Regions from separate parts of the Drosophila melanogaster genome. Here region 2 is linked to region 1. The links are chromatin contacts, called in public Hi-C maps. All regions are on one chromosome and are shown on one strand. The core of a region is the stretch at or near the end of the contact, and the rest is flanking DNA. Distances in the headings are between cores, read along the strand shown. Region 1 holds the start of CG6685. Region 2 holds the start of Duba (Deubiquitinating enzyme A).

The links. A called contact is a pair of places that touch in the nucleus more often than the background predicts.
Region 2: a contact with region 1 is called in a Hi-C map of the Kc167 cell line, with 2.8 times the contacts expected there. A contact is called at or near these places in 5 of 107 Hi-C or Micro-C datasets (the Kc167 cell line, cellular blastoderm embryo and embryo).

The regions. Positions count from the first base shown.
Region 1 is chr3L:9,963,791-9,969,653 of dm6, forward strand. CG6685 reads right to left here and starts at 4,527. Exons shown (of 4, transcript NM_001274742.1): 1 at 4,315-4,527; 2 at 4,044-4,251; 3 at 3,897-3,990; 4 at 2,813-3,831. The coding sequence starts at 4,504. The coding sequence ends at 3,682. bma (black match) reads left to right here. Exons shown (of 20, transcript NM_001382075.1): 20 at 1,102-3,508. The coding sequence ends at 1,128. It overlaps Dronc (Death regulator Nedd2-like caspase), which reads left to right and starts at 4,689. Exons shown (of 2, transcript NM_079293.4): 1 at 4,689-5,544. The coding sequence starts at 5,098.
Region 2 is chr3L:11,605,965-11,612,002 of dm6, forward strand. It overlaps Duba (Deubiquitinating enzyme A), which reads right to left and starts at 3,501. Exons shown (of 9, transcript NM_168465.5): 1 at 3,322-3,501; 2 at 2,712-3,224; 3 at 2,573-2,640; 4 at 1,688-2,219; 5 at 1,471-1,627; 6 at 1,180-1,382; 7 at 572-1,119; 8 at 293-507; 9 at 1-234. The coding sequence starts at 2,873. The coding sequence ends at 140. CG42832 reads left to right here and starts at 4,171. Exons shown (of 1, transcript NM_001202158.2): 1 at 4,171-4,422. The coding sequence starts at 4,171. The coding sequence ends at 4,368. It overlaps Muc68Ca (Mucin 68Ca), which reads right to left. Exons shown (of 1, transcript NM_206332.2): 1 at 4,614-6,038. The coding sequence ends at 4,701.

The sequences.
Region 1 (5,863 bases), core at 3,277-5,776:
GAATCTGTTAACTGACTTACCAGATCTTTGTATGCATTTGTATTGTATTTTACTCTACTACGATTAAGTCGAATTTATGCGAATTTATTGTAACTGTTTAATGTACACTTGGCTATTGCACAATCAGTGTTGCTTTGAACTTTGACCTTCGACCCCAAACCCAAAAAACCCCAACCACCAACCCGCTTTTGCATTTGAGATTTTTTATTTCGCTTTCGCCGTACTTATGATTATGATTCTACTTCGAAATGTGCCTTAAGAGTTCAAAGGTTCTCGCATTCCAAGTGCGTAGTGCGTAGATTGTGCGACAAATCTTAAAGAATATATACATATATATATACATTGTATAACTAACCTGATGAGATCGAAGAAGAGTAGCTACCGATACCTAGAAAAGCGATGAATGGCGGTGAGAGGTCACCGGAAACTCAATCACTCCCCCCCCCCCTGTTATACACCCACACTCATCCACAATTGTACCTTAGTAGTAGTTTTGTAGTCATCCACATTTCAGGTGCAAATCCGACACACAGACACACGTACACCTAGCCCTAAGTGGACCCTAGATAGATGTTCGTAGTTTGCATTGCGTAACCAGTTGAACCCGATATATATATATATCTTTATGTATATGTATGTGTACATCAGATCCCAGATAACCCAGATACTCCAACCCGCCAAAACCGGAAATAGGATCCAAAACCCGAGATTCGAATCGATGCATGACCACCGAACCCGATGTTTGTCCCATCTATTTTGCTAAAACATATATATATATCTATATATATTACTCCTTATAATACCAGTGTATTGTGTGTGCCCCCTTCTCTCTTCTTGTCTCCAATCATTTGGTGTTTTTTACCTGTATTCGTATTCGTAATATACGTTTTATCCGTAACGGAGTGCGAGATACTTCGAAACCAAGTAGCTTCAGCAGTTCCCAATCTATTTGCCCAGTAGCTAGATAATACCTAATTGTGTAACAATAACAATAACAATATCAATAACAATACCAATAGCCTATTTATGTATTTTGAAAATCGTTTGAAGCCGAACAACCAGATTGATGGTATATTTATCTTGCAACTAACTCTATTACAGTATCAACTATTCTCCGGACGTAACTAAAGATACAGAAACGCAATCAGATAAATACATTCAAAAGAATCCAATTACTTTTTAATGCAATTTCGGTCCATTTATGAAACACCAGTAATCAACTTATATTAGCGGTATAAATACATTATATGAAATTATGCAAAATTGTAAACGTATACCAAGCGCAAGAAGCATAACTAAGTATTTTCAGTCGAATCTCTAAATGTTGTTAGCCAATCAAATTTGATGTGACCAAAACAACATATTCAAAACCCAAATTAATTGTAATTTAATCTAAAAACCAAAGTGTCAAACACAATCCAACACAATCAACACAAGAACACGAACCATTTAAAAACCAATGAAACACTATGCAGAATGCAATCAATTCCTAGAAATCCTAACTATTCTCGAATATATATTTATTGTGAATGTTTACGCTAGGCAAAAAATAAAAAAAAAATACAAAAATATGTCAAATATATACCTCTATGTGTCATTGAACTCGCCTATATCATCATAGTTTATCATATATATATAGTTTAAACCATATCACACTGCAAAAGATACAGAAGCAAACATATATTGCCTATTTATTTTGCAAACATCGATGATAAATATATGCAATCAACTAAGAGAGAATCGTGTACCTACATACAACGTACCTAGCACCATAGAAACCAAACTTATCACAGAGCTTTACAGCAATCGCAATCAAAAAAAAAAAAAAAACAAACAAAAAAGTAATCAATATGAATAACCACGAATACGAAAGGAACGTTTATTTTTTGGCCAAGAACCTCGAGTGATCCCGCCTGCGCTTTATAGTGATGAATCCCACATAAATCTATGTATATTCTATACCCATCATTCAATTCATTCAATATATACACACTATGATCAAACGTAATAGATAGCTCCAAAAAAACACCCAAAACTACTACTAAGGTGAATATACACGAATCCAATCCAAGGTCCACCGATCCGAAATAGAACCAGAGCCAGTAATTACTGAAGCCGCTGTACCCGAAGGCAATCTCAAACTCAATCTCAGTCTCACATTTATAGTCAATTTGTATAGTTGGGCAGCTATATGCGTAAAAGTGTGGTAATTGGTAATGGTAAACTCTTGAAACTTTATACATATAGTGAAGACTCACCAGTGTCATAGATGTATTCATTACGTAAACGGCAATTAAAGCGATTATTATCATTATTGTTGTGCTATGTTTAGCGGAGTAGAAGTGAAACCCGAAAAAAAATATGAATTTATATATGTATACAAAACGCAGCAGCAGCAGCAGGACGAACTCTATCTAGGACACATTAAAAACCACTCTACTTTATATACACATACTCGAATGATATGAATAAAAGTATGAATTACACGAACGGGAACGGGACAATCAAAATTCAAGCGACACTAAAACTAATTCTATATCAACTATCAACTAACAAACAATTGCAATTTTAAGTTACGTTGTTGTCGTTCGTTGTGTTTGTTCGATTCGTTGGATCTGCGTTTGGTTAATGCCAGCTAATTTGATCCTGAAACTCCAGCATATCCTTGCCATGCACCTGAAATTGCTTTGCATTTTGTTCGGTCCGAATTTGTTGTTTATTTATTTCACCTTAGACAAGCATATCGATATGGTTTACTAGCGTTTAATCGTACGTATATATAATTAGATTTACTTAATTTTAATTAATGTTTACGCGACAAGACAGAAACCTAAACACAAGAAACAAAAAAAAAAATTTAAAAATGAAAAAATTAAAAACAAAATCTAAATCAAAGAAAAAGGGGAAAACCAAAAGCTCAAACTGGACTGAACATTTAAGAGTTATATTATGTACATTATTGAATTGCATTTGATTGTGTGAAGATCGTTTTAGTGCTAGTAACTGCGCCTAAAACAAAAGGGTATTATATTTGTATTCGAATTTGTATGTAATTCTGATCGTATGTACGTTATGTTATCGTAAGTGTACCATCCTAGATCCTCTAATGAATTGAATTGAAATGAAGCCAACTCTGTCTCTTGTGATTCTATTGTGATGCTATGGGAGTCAAGCAGCACTCAACTGTTTTTATGCCTCTTAAAGTTTAAAACAAAGCTAATCGTAGCAAAACCTAAAACTAAACTACCTATCTCTACACTAGTCTATGCAATGCTAATTGGCAGCCCCAACAATTGAAAACAATCATGCACAATAAATGTTATGCAATTGAGAGAATCCAAAGGCCAAAGACCCACAACTTTTTCTTACACTACTCGAAGTAATTGTGTACAACTAAAGGAATTCTAGATTTTAAATGTGCTAAAACTGTTTATAGTCAAGTACTTAATTAAGAGTGTAATTATCAAATATTAATACGTACAAAGGTTGGGGCATTTGGCATAGTAATACTAATAATGTATAAACGTGGGATCCGATGATTTGATTGATGATAATGGAGCGGTGCAAATGCGTGTGACAATGTACGTATGTAACAAACAATTGAATTTAAATGTTTAATAAATGTGTGGAAATGAATAAATGCTCTGTGTGCTAAATTCCTCAATTACTCAATAACAGCCTCTACGTTAGCTTCTCGTCCAGGAATAGTGGATCCAAACTGCACTTTTGCCGCTGTTCCATGTAATCCAAAAACTGGTGGTCAAATAAACGCTGCCCCATGCTGCGTGCCACATCGTCGGATTCGTCGGTGTTTGCCTTCTCTATGAGCAGCTGTTGGCATTAGGATTTCCTTTTTTTTTAACTATTTTGGAAAGTTGATGCAGCCTTCTGCTCACCTCAATTTCCTTGGACAAAAATTCTTTGGTCGCATCGCTCATCTTCTTTTGCGGCTGGCCCATCAAAGCGTTTTCCAGAAACTTGTAGGCCTCACTGAAAGTACCACAATGCTAAATACAAATGTAGTTTATCAAAACCATTCCTACTTCAAGTCAATGCCGTTCAGTTCCGTTGGCGATGGCTTTGTCTCATTTTGGATTATGGAGTTCACAACGACGGCTGCTTCGAATTCGCAGAGTTCAGCGAGTTGCGAACTTTTCATGAGCTCCAGCCACTGGTTAATGTTGTTTAAGCTAACGGAGTCGCAGTTTTTCACCATTTCCTCGCCCTTGCCAATCATGTCGGCCACATACTCTAGAAAAGGGATTGGGGGACAATGTACTTTTATTGCATTATGCATGTTTTAAGAAAACTCACGGAGAATGCCATTCGAATTATTTTGATTTTGCTGCTTGGCTGCTTCGAGCAGGATTTGCTGTGAGTAGCCCAGTCTGTTTAGTTGCCTTTGCAGCTTAACTTTCACCTCTCTCGGAATCCTTGCAGGCTTTTCTGCGCCTTTTTGCGCGGAGTTTTTCGGTTCCGGCGTAAATTGTTGCTCCTCCTCCATTTCTTTTGTTTATGTTTACGGTTTGTTAGGCTGACCCCATATGGTATTTGGTATTTAGTATTAAATTGAATCATTTGATGCGGCAATGAAGGAATGGTGGAATAAGTGGAACATGGAGACGGTTCATGTCATGGATTTATCCCGGACGCGTTCTCTGGTTAAAATGGCGCACCCACAAGCAGCCACACCAATCCCAAAGTTTCATTTATTAGTTTAGTGGCGAGTTTGGCGGCGCGAAACGCTCGTTGGTCCTTTTGTTTCGAAAGAAATCCTATTCGAAGATCCCCGATCCTTGCTAGGATCATCTAGTGCAATATATAGACTAGTTAATTTACTTTTGGAAAAATAAGGACACCAGCAGGGCCGCCGATTTGTGCCCCTTTCTTGAAAGTCGCAAAACAAAAACAACGACGACAACAACAAAGCGGAGACAAAGAATCGACAAGTAGCGATAAACGAAATCATTCCCGGGAAAACCTTGGAGACGGGTGATTCACTGCCAATACCACTGCCAATTGGAGACTGATCACGGCAGCCATCCTTGGCGCGCCCAATAAGCGGAGTCACCGGAACGCGTGGAAGCCATATCCGGAATGCAGCCGCCGGAGCTCGAGATTGGAATGCCGAAGAGGCATCGCGAGCATATACGCAAGAATCTGAATATACTGGTTGAATGGACGAACTACGAGCGTCTGGCCATGGAGTGCGTGCAACAGGGCATCCTAACCGTTCAGATGCTAAGAAATACGCAGGATCTCAATGGCAAGCCATTCAACATGGACGAGAAGGATGTGCGTGTGGAGCAGCATCGTAGGCTCCTATTGAAGATCACCCAGCGTGGTCCCACCGCCTATAACCTGCTGATCAATGCACTGCGCAATATCAATTGTCTGGATGCGGCCGTTCTATTGGAATCCGTCGATGAGTCCGATTCAAGGCCACCCTTTATCTCGCTAAACGAACGGAGAACCAGCCGGAAGTCGGCCGATATTGTGGACACACCCTCACCCGAAGCCTCCGAAGGACCCTGCGTTAGCAAGGTAATGAAAATAAAATCATACGAAAGCTTTGATGGTGAAATTGCAGCTCAGGTCATTGACCCTGATTTCTACAAAAAACCGGTTTATGGCACAATTTATTTGCATTTTTTTTTTTAGGTTTGTTAATTGAGTTATTCCTATTGGAATGAGATTAGAAAAGGTATCTTTAAGAATTGTAAATGGACTCAATGATGAATACTACTTTGGTACATGTGCACAGTATTATTTGCTTCTCTTTCAGAAGTTAGTTCGTGTATGAGATTCTTGTTTTCCATTTTTTTTGGAAGCATGAATCACATCCATTCTACTTACCTATCCC
Region 2 (6,038 bases), core at 2,251-4,750, 1.6 Mb after region 1:
TTCTAGATCGATTATAGCATGTAGTTTCTCCTCGTATTTCGTTTTTGTTTTGGTAAGTTCTGTTTCATGTTTTTTTGCTTTTTCGAAAATAACTACTAAATCACTGTACAAAGAACGATGCGTTTCCATGCGGCACCGTCTACGGTCCGAAGAGAAACTTTCGTTTTTGGTCCTCCATGTAATCGCGTGTGGACATCTGGATGGCTTGCTGCAGCATCTCGCTTTCGTTAGCGCCTATCATCAATGGGTAGAAATGTTTAGATATGTTGTAGCTCAGTTGATTCGAACTCACCTTCATTGGCGTAGGATGCCTCGAGCAGCTCCTGATAAAAGCTAGAGTAACTCTGCTCCGTAGGTGACTTGCTATCCACGTTCTTCTGTGGCGAATGAGACGACTGCTTCGAGGTGGAGGGACGCTGCTCAGCCTCTGGCGTGTCAGCTCGTGCCACTGATGGCGCTGAATCGCGCTTTGGACTCTTCCTCAGCGGAGCCTCTAAAGCCTCGGCGCTGCAAGGTAGGAAGGAACTTAAAACCTCAGTAAGCTGCACCACAAGTCGCCACGAACACCAACCTCTTGCTAGCCAAAGTCGTCTCGCGAGTTTCGTGTCGTCGCTTCTTTCTGAGGGCCGTAGCGCGACGTTGAGACTTGGATCCCTTGCCCGAACGTTGGCTTGCAGCTGTGCTCGGCGATGAACTGCCACCGCTGTGTCCCACCGAGCTGGTGCTACTCATGTCTGTTGCATCGCTATCGTAGCCACCCAGCTCGTTAACCTCTTGCGGTAGCTTGTGACTAAACTGGTTAAGTGTTTTGGGCGACAGCGAAAATGCGGGTCCGGCGCCATCACCACCACTACCGCTGGTCAAAGCCACAGGTGGATTACCGCTGCTGCCAGTGCCCCCACACGCAGAGTATTTTGAGGGCGAGGCATCGGAGTCGGTAAGCGCTTCTGCAGAGGTAACCGTCGAGGATGTGGCCGATCCTGCCGCTGTATTGCTGTTGCGCGAGCGTTGCGTATTCTCGCGACACCACTGTAGGTAAGACTCGCGAGCAATTTGCTCCTCAATGGCTTCGTTAGTGGCCTCCCAGTCTGTTGTCTTTAGTTTATCTTCAAACATGGTCTACAATTAAAAAGGGTTGGTAAATGGATGGTACTTAGTAATGTTGTTTCTATTACATACCTGTTCGATCTCCAACTGCTCGCTGAGACGCACAGCCTCTTTGGTTTGGATCTCGGGCTTGTATCCAGCCAAGCCCAGGCCCACGCCAACGGTGGCGTTGTAGGGATCCAGAATAGCATTGTAGTGTGATCCGCGCTGATAGGATAAACGCAGCGGGGGATAACCCGCCTGCGACTGTTCCGAGTTAAATATATTGATGGGATCTGGAAATATTTAATAAATGAATTTATATTAGTATGTATATCACAAAATATATACATATATAGATGACAATCTTAGCTGACTACTTACTTGACTGGTAGCAGTATACCTCGACGGTACGGCTGTAGATCTCGGAAATAGCTTGGATCTCAATGTGGTTGCCATGAGCATCACGAGCCCGTTTACGCTGTATATAGCTGTTGATGTCCTCGGTGACAAACTGACCGAAATATTCCCGATTCTCGTGCTGCATAAGTAACCAAAATTGTTAGGACAAATTAAAAGGTGTATCAAGAGGAAACATTACTATATAATCCATAGTGTGTTGGCGGATCACGTCGTGCATCTCCTCGTCGCCGTATATTTGAAGGGATATAGAGCGAAACAGGCAGGCGCCATCCTCCTCGACAGGCTTAAGTTCGTAGCCGCGCTGTTCCATACATTTGGCGAACTCCAGATCACGTCGCTGCCACTCTTCCACTGGAATCAATCGCTCTTTGGGCTGATGATGCTCATCGCCGCTATTGTAACCGGAAAAGGTTTCCTCCACTGTTTTTAGCAAATTGGCGGCCGCCGTAGACGTAGACATCTGGACCTGAGCTGTGGGCACCGTGGTGCAGCCCAGTCCCAAGTGTTCGGGTGAGTTTCGGCCCACTGCCGACGGACTGCTACTGCCGGAAGTTGAGGTCGACGGTGGACTGTTGCACTTGCTGCCAGATACACCAGGTGCTCCACTGCCCGCCGCTGCCGTCGGATGGACTAGTTTCTCGCGCTCCAGACGATCGCGCTTATAAAGGTGTGCATGCGCTTCGTGGTGTTCGCGACGCTTCGAGCGTGTGCTAGTGGAAAAGACGGAAAAACGACGATATTAAATGCTGAGCAAAATTTACCAGAATTTTGAATTTTGAAAATCTGACTGCCAACTATTGTATTAACAAAATCATTGCATAGTAGATGTGACACTTCAAATGTCAATACCTTTGTATAAGTATCTTTCGAGGTATTTTGTTGAATTGGTCGTTAGTCGTTTAGAATAAATGGCCATAAATTCCCAGAAGAAACTCTATAGTAGATTTACCATAGGTAATGTTCTAGGAATGTAATCTGACTACCCATCAGGCGACTTAATCAATTGGTGCAGGGCGTGAGGCCCCACCCCAGTAAATCCTGGTGGCCCACTGCTATAACTTACCTCTTGTGTGGGCTGCAGCGATGGGTGCGTGCCAGTTCGTCGTAGACCTCGCCACGCCTTTGGGGGCTCTAGAAATAGGGGGCGGAGCGAAGGTGCATATTAATGAGCAAATCCCAGAAGGGGCTTAAGAACCACTCACCTGCCCATCGATGACGACGTTACGGTGGTTGTGGGCATGGTTATGGGTCTGGCTGACCACCGACTGCTCCACCACAACCACCTGCGCCTCCTTGTTATCGGGATCCACATTTCCAGCCACGCGTTTCGCGCTCGGTGGGGCGCTCACTGGCTTGATTGTCATGTTGGTGCGCTGCTATTTTTGTGTCCCTTGCTGTGCGCTCTCTCTCGCTCTTTCCTTTGTTATTGGCTATCGGATGTCTTTAATTATTTGCTTAGGTCGAGAAGCGTGCGTCATATAGGGACACCTCCTTAATTCTTAATCACGATCCACACAACTAACAGAAAACTATGACTTCTTTGTACGAGATGAGATGTCGTCGCAGAAATTGCGACCTCAGTTGGTTCCTTTCACCAACTGAAATGTGAGTTTTTCTTGTCTGCGGCTAGAGAAATCGGTGCTTGTTTATCGTAGGATAAGTGTGTTCTATAGCCAATTGTGGCAGTAAATCACAGTCTCCTGAGCAATACAAAACTACAAAAAAAAAAAAGACAATTTCCAGATTTTCATCTGTTTTTGTGCAAGTGTGTGTGTGCGCTTGTGTGTGTGCGCTGTGTTCGCTGTTGCTCACCACTGTATTCGTTGCCTTAAACTCTGCGATTATTAATGTCTGACTCCGGTATATCCGATTTACAGGGAAATTTTGTCAATGAATATAAAATAATTTGGGGATTTTATATATTTGCTATTCCTGTAGTTCGATTTTTTTATTTTGTGCACGTTGTCCAGTGTTACCGCAGTTTTTTGCCGTAAATATACCATCGTCGTAGGTGTAGCAAGGGAACGACGGAAAATGAAACACGGAGCTCTGTTAATTTTACTGCAAAACTAAAAAACAAAGATACGGATAATTTTAGGAAATAACGAAGCATTTAGCCGTGCGTTTCTAATTTCTGGTCTACAAGTATATAAAATATGCACTTAATAGAAAATCTCCACACCTGGACTAAACCATGAGATTAGCGAGGACATAAACAATTATGTAAAGTGTCCACTGAAGACATGACCCTATCAGAGATGTAATTTGTAACGAATGCTGCTAAATGTATTTGATCTGATTGAACTTTTTAACACTATAGGATTTTTATAAATATTATTATTATTATTATTATATATTACATTTATATAAACTGCTTTTTTGTATGTTCTGAATTTCAGTTTTTTAAAATAATTTTTTAATTATAATTTAAATGTGAATTATATTATACGAACAACGCAAATCTTTAGAGAACCTCAGAAAATGTTTGTTTTCTTTCACGCCGTCTACAAATTATAGGTGGCTGACTTTTCGTCATTAGATATTATGCTCTGAAACACATGTGTAAATATTTATCGCGGGACAACAACATTCGATTTATTTAGAAAAGGTATAAAACATCTAAAAACGTAGCAAAAATGCTAGTCTACCAACAACCCAGCGATGAAGACAGAGGTTGTATTTATTTTTCTGTTTTTTGCAATGGTGGCGATTTTGAGCGCCAACGCCGAAAGTACCACAACTACTGAGGCCTCCGAAACCACGACAAAATCTCCTTCTGCTCCACAATGGTCTTTGACGGAATTTATACGGTTTTTCAACGGCAGCGGTAGTGGAAACAAATTCTACTTCTTCTTCTAGAACAATTTGTACATATCTGAAATTTATTTTCTGTCAATAAAATGAAAGCACCTTAATTTAAATGTTTTAGTTTTTAATATTAATTGGCCATCAATAGGTTAATCTCAATAACTTATCTAAGCCGTACTTATTTGAGCTGTCCCAATTTATTTAAGACGAAAATTGCTTATATCTGTATGCATTTAAAAAGTAGTTATTTTCAGTTAGTATTCATATAGATAACAAAAAAATTAAACACGATTTATAATATTCGTATGCATATATTTTACAATCGTATACATTAAAGTCATGAGCCGTTTAATCTGGGCCCTATCCATTCGCAAGGACCAACTCTAATATTGATTGTTCCATCCGCCCCAAGCGCTTCCATAAGGACGCCATCCATATCGCCAACTGGGCCTGGCTCCAACACCCACCCAACGGCCGTTGCCCCACCAATATGGATATTGTCCGGTTACACCGACAGAGCCACCTGGTATCGTAGTTGCAACACCACCGGAACTCCCTGAACCCTCCAAGCTTAGGCCATTGGCGGTTATTGCTCCATTAGCCAAGCTTTCGCTGCCTTGTGTTGCGCTTTGGGTCCAAGAATTCGAGTTTTGGGACTGAGCATCGTTTCCTGACTGTTCTCGGCCCAATCGAATGCGAATGTCCGGAGATCCCTGGGCACTGGAACTGTCACCCGAGAATCCTGAACGTTGAGACCAGGATTCATCAGACTGAGATCCACCTGCACCTACAATAGAACCGGAAAGAGATGGACCATCGCTGGCATTCGTCTCGTCGCTGCTGGTGCTCCTCTTGATTAGCTTGGACCAGGAGCCCGAAGAATCTCCTCCGCCAACAGAAATACCTGCGTTGATGTTAGGTAGGGTTAAACGAATAGGATTGGACGTTTTCTTCGACGAACTAGACCAGGAGTATTTGGACTCTGTTTTTGGGACCGATGAAGTCTTCGATGTAGTGGTTGTGGTCGTAGTTTTGAAAGATGAACTGGCCTTGGGTACTGCAGAGTTCTTTGACGTAATTTTAATAGTTTTAGTTGATGTTGAACCTGATATTCCGCCATCGATGGATATGCCGGCATCAACTTTCGGTACAGTCAAAATTTTAGACGATTTACTTCCATTTGTGGATGTTGTCGTAGTTGTTGTTGAGGATTTTGAGCTTGACTTTCCACCATTAACATTTAGGCTGGCATCCAGTTTAGGCAGACTCAAGTCTATCTTTGACAAAATGTTTGTATCTTTAATAGATGCTGAGCGGGCATCATCTCCGTTAACGGCTATGCTGGCATCAACTTCTGGTAGAGACAAGGATAATTTATTTCCCTTTGTGGATGTTGTCGTAGTTGTTGTTGAGGATTTTGAGCTTGACTTTCCACCATTAACATTTAGGCTGGCATCCAGTTTAGGCAGACTCAAGTCTATCTTTGACAAAATGTTTGTATCTTTAATAGATGCTGAGCGGGCATCATCTCCGTTAACGGCTATGCTGGCATCAACTTCTGGTAGAGACAAGGATACTTTATTTCCCTTTGTGGATGTTGTCGTAGTTGTTGTTGAGGATTTTGAGCTTGACTTTCCACCATTAACATTTAGGCTGGCATCCAGTTTAGGCAGACTCAAGTCTATCTTTGACAAAATGTTTGTATCTTTAATAGATGCTGA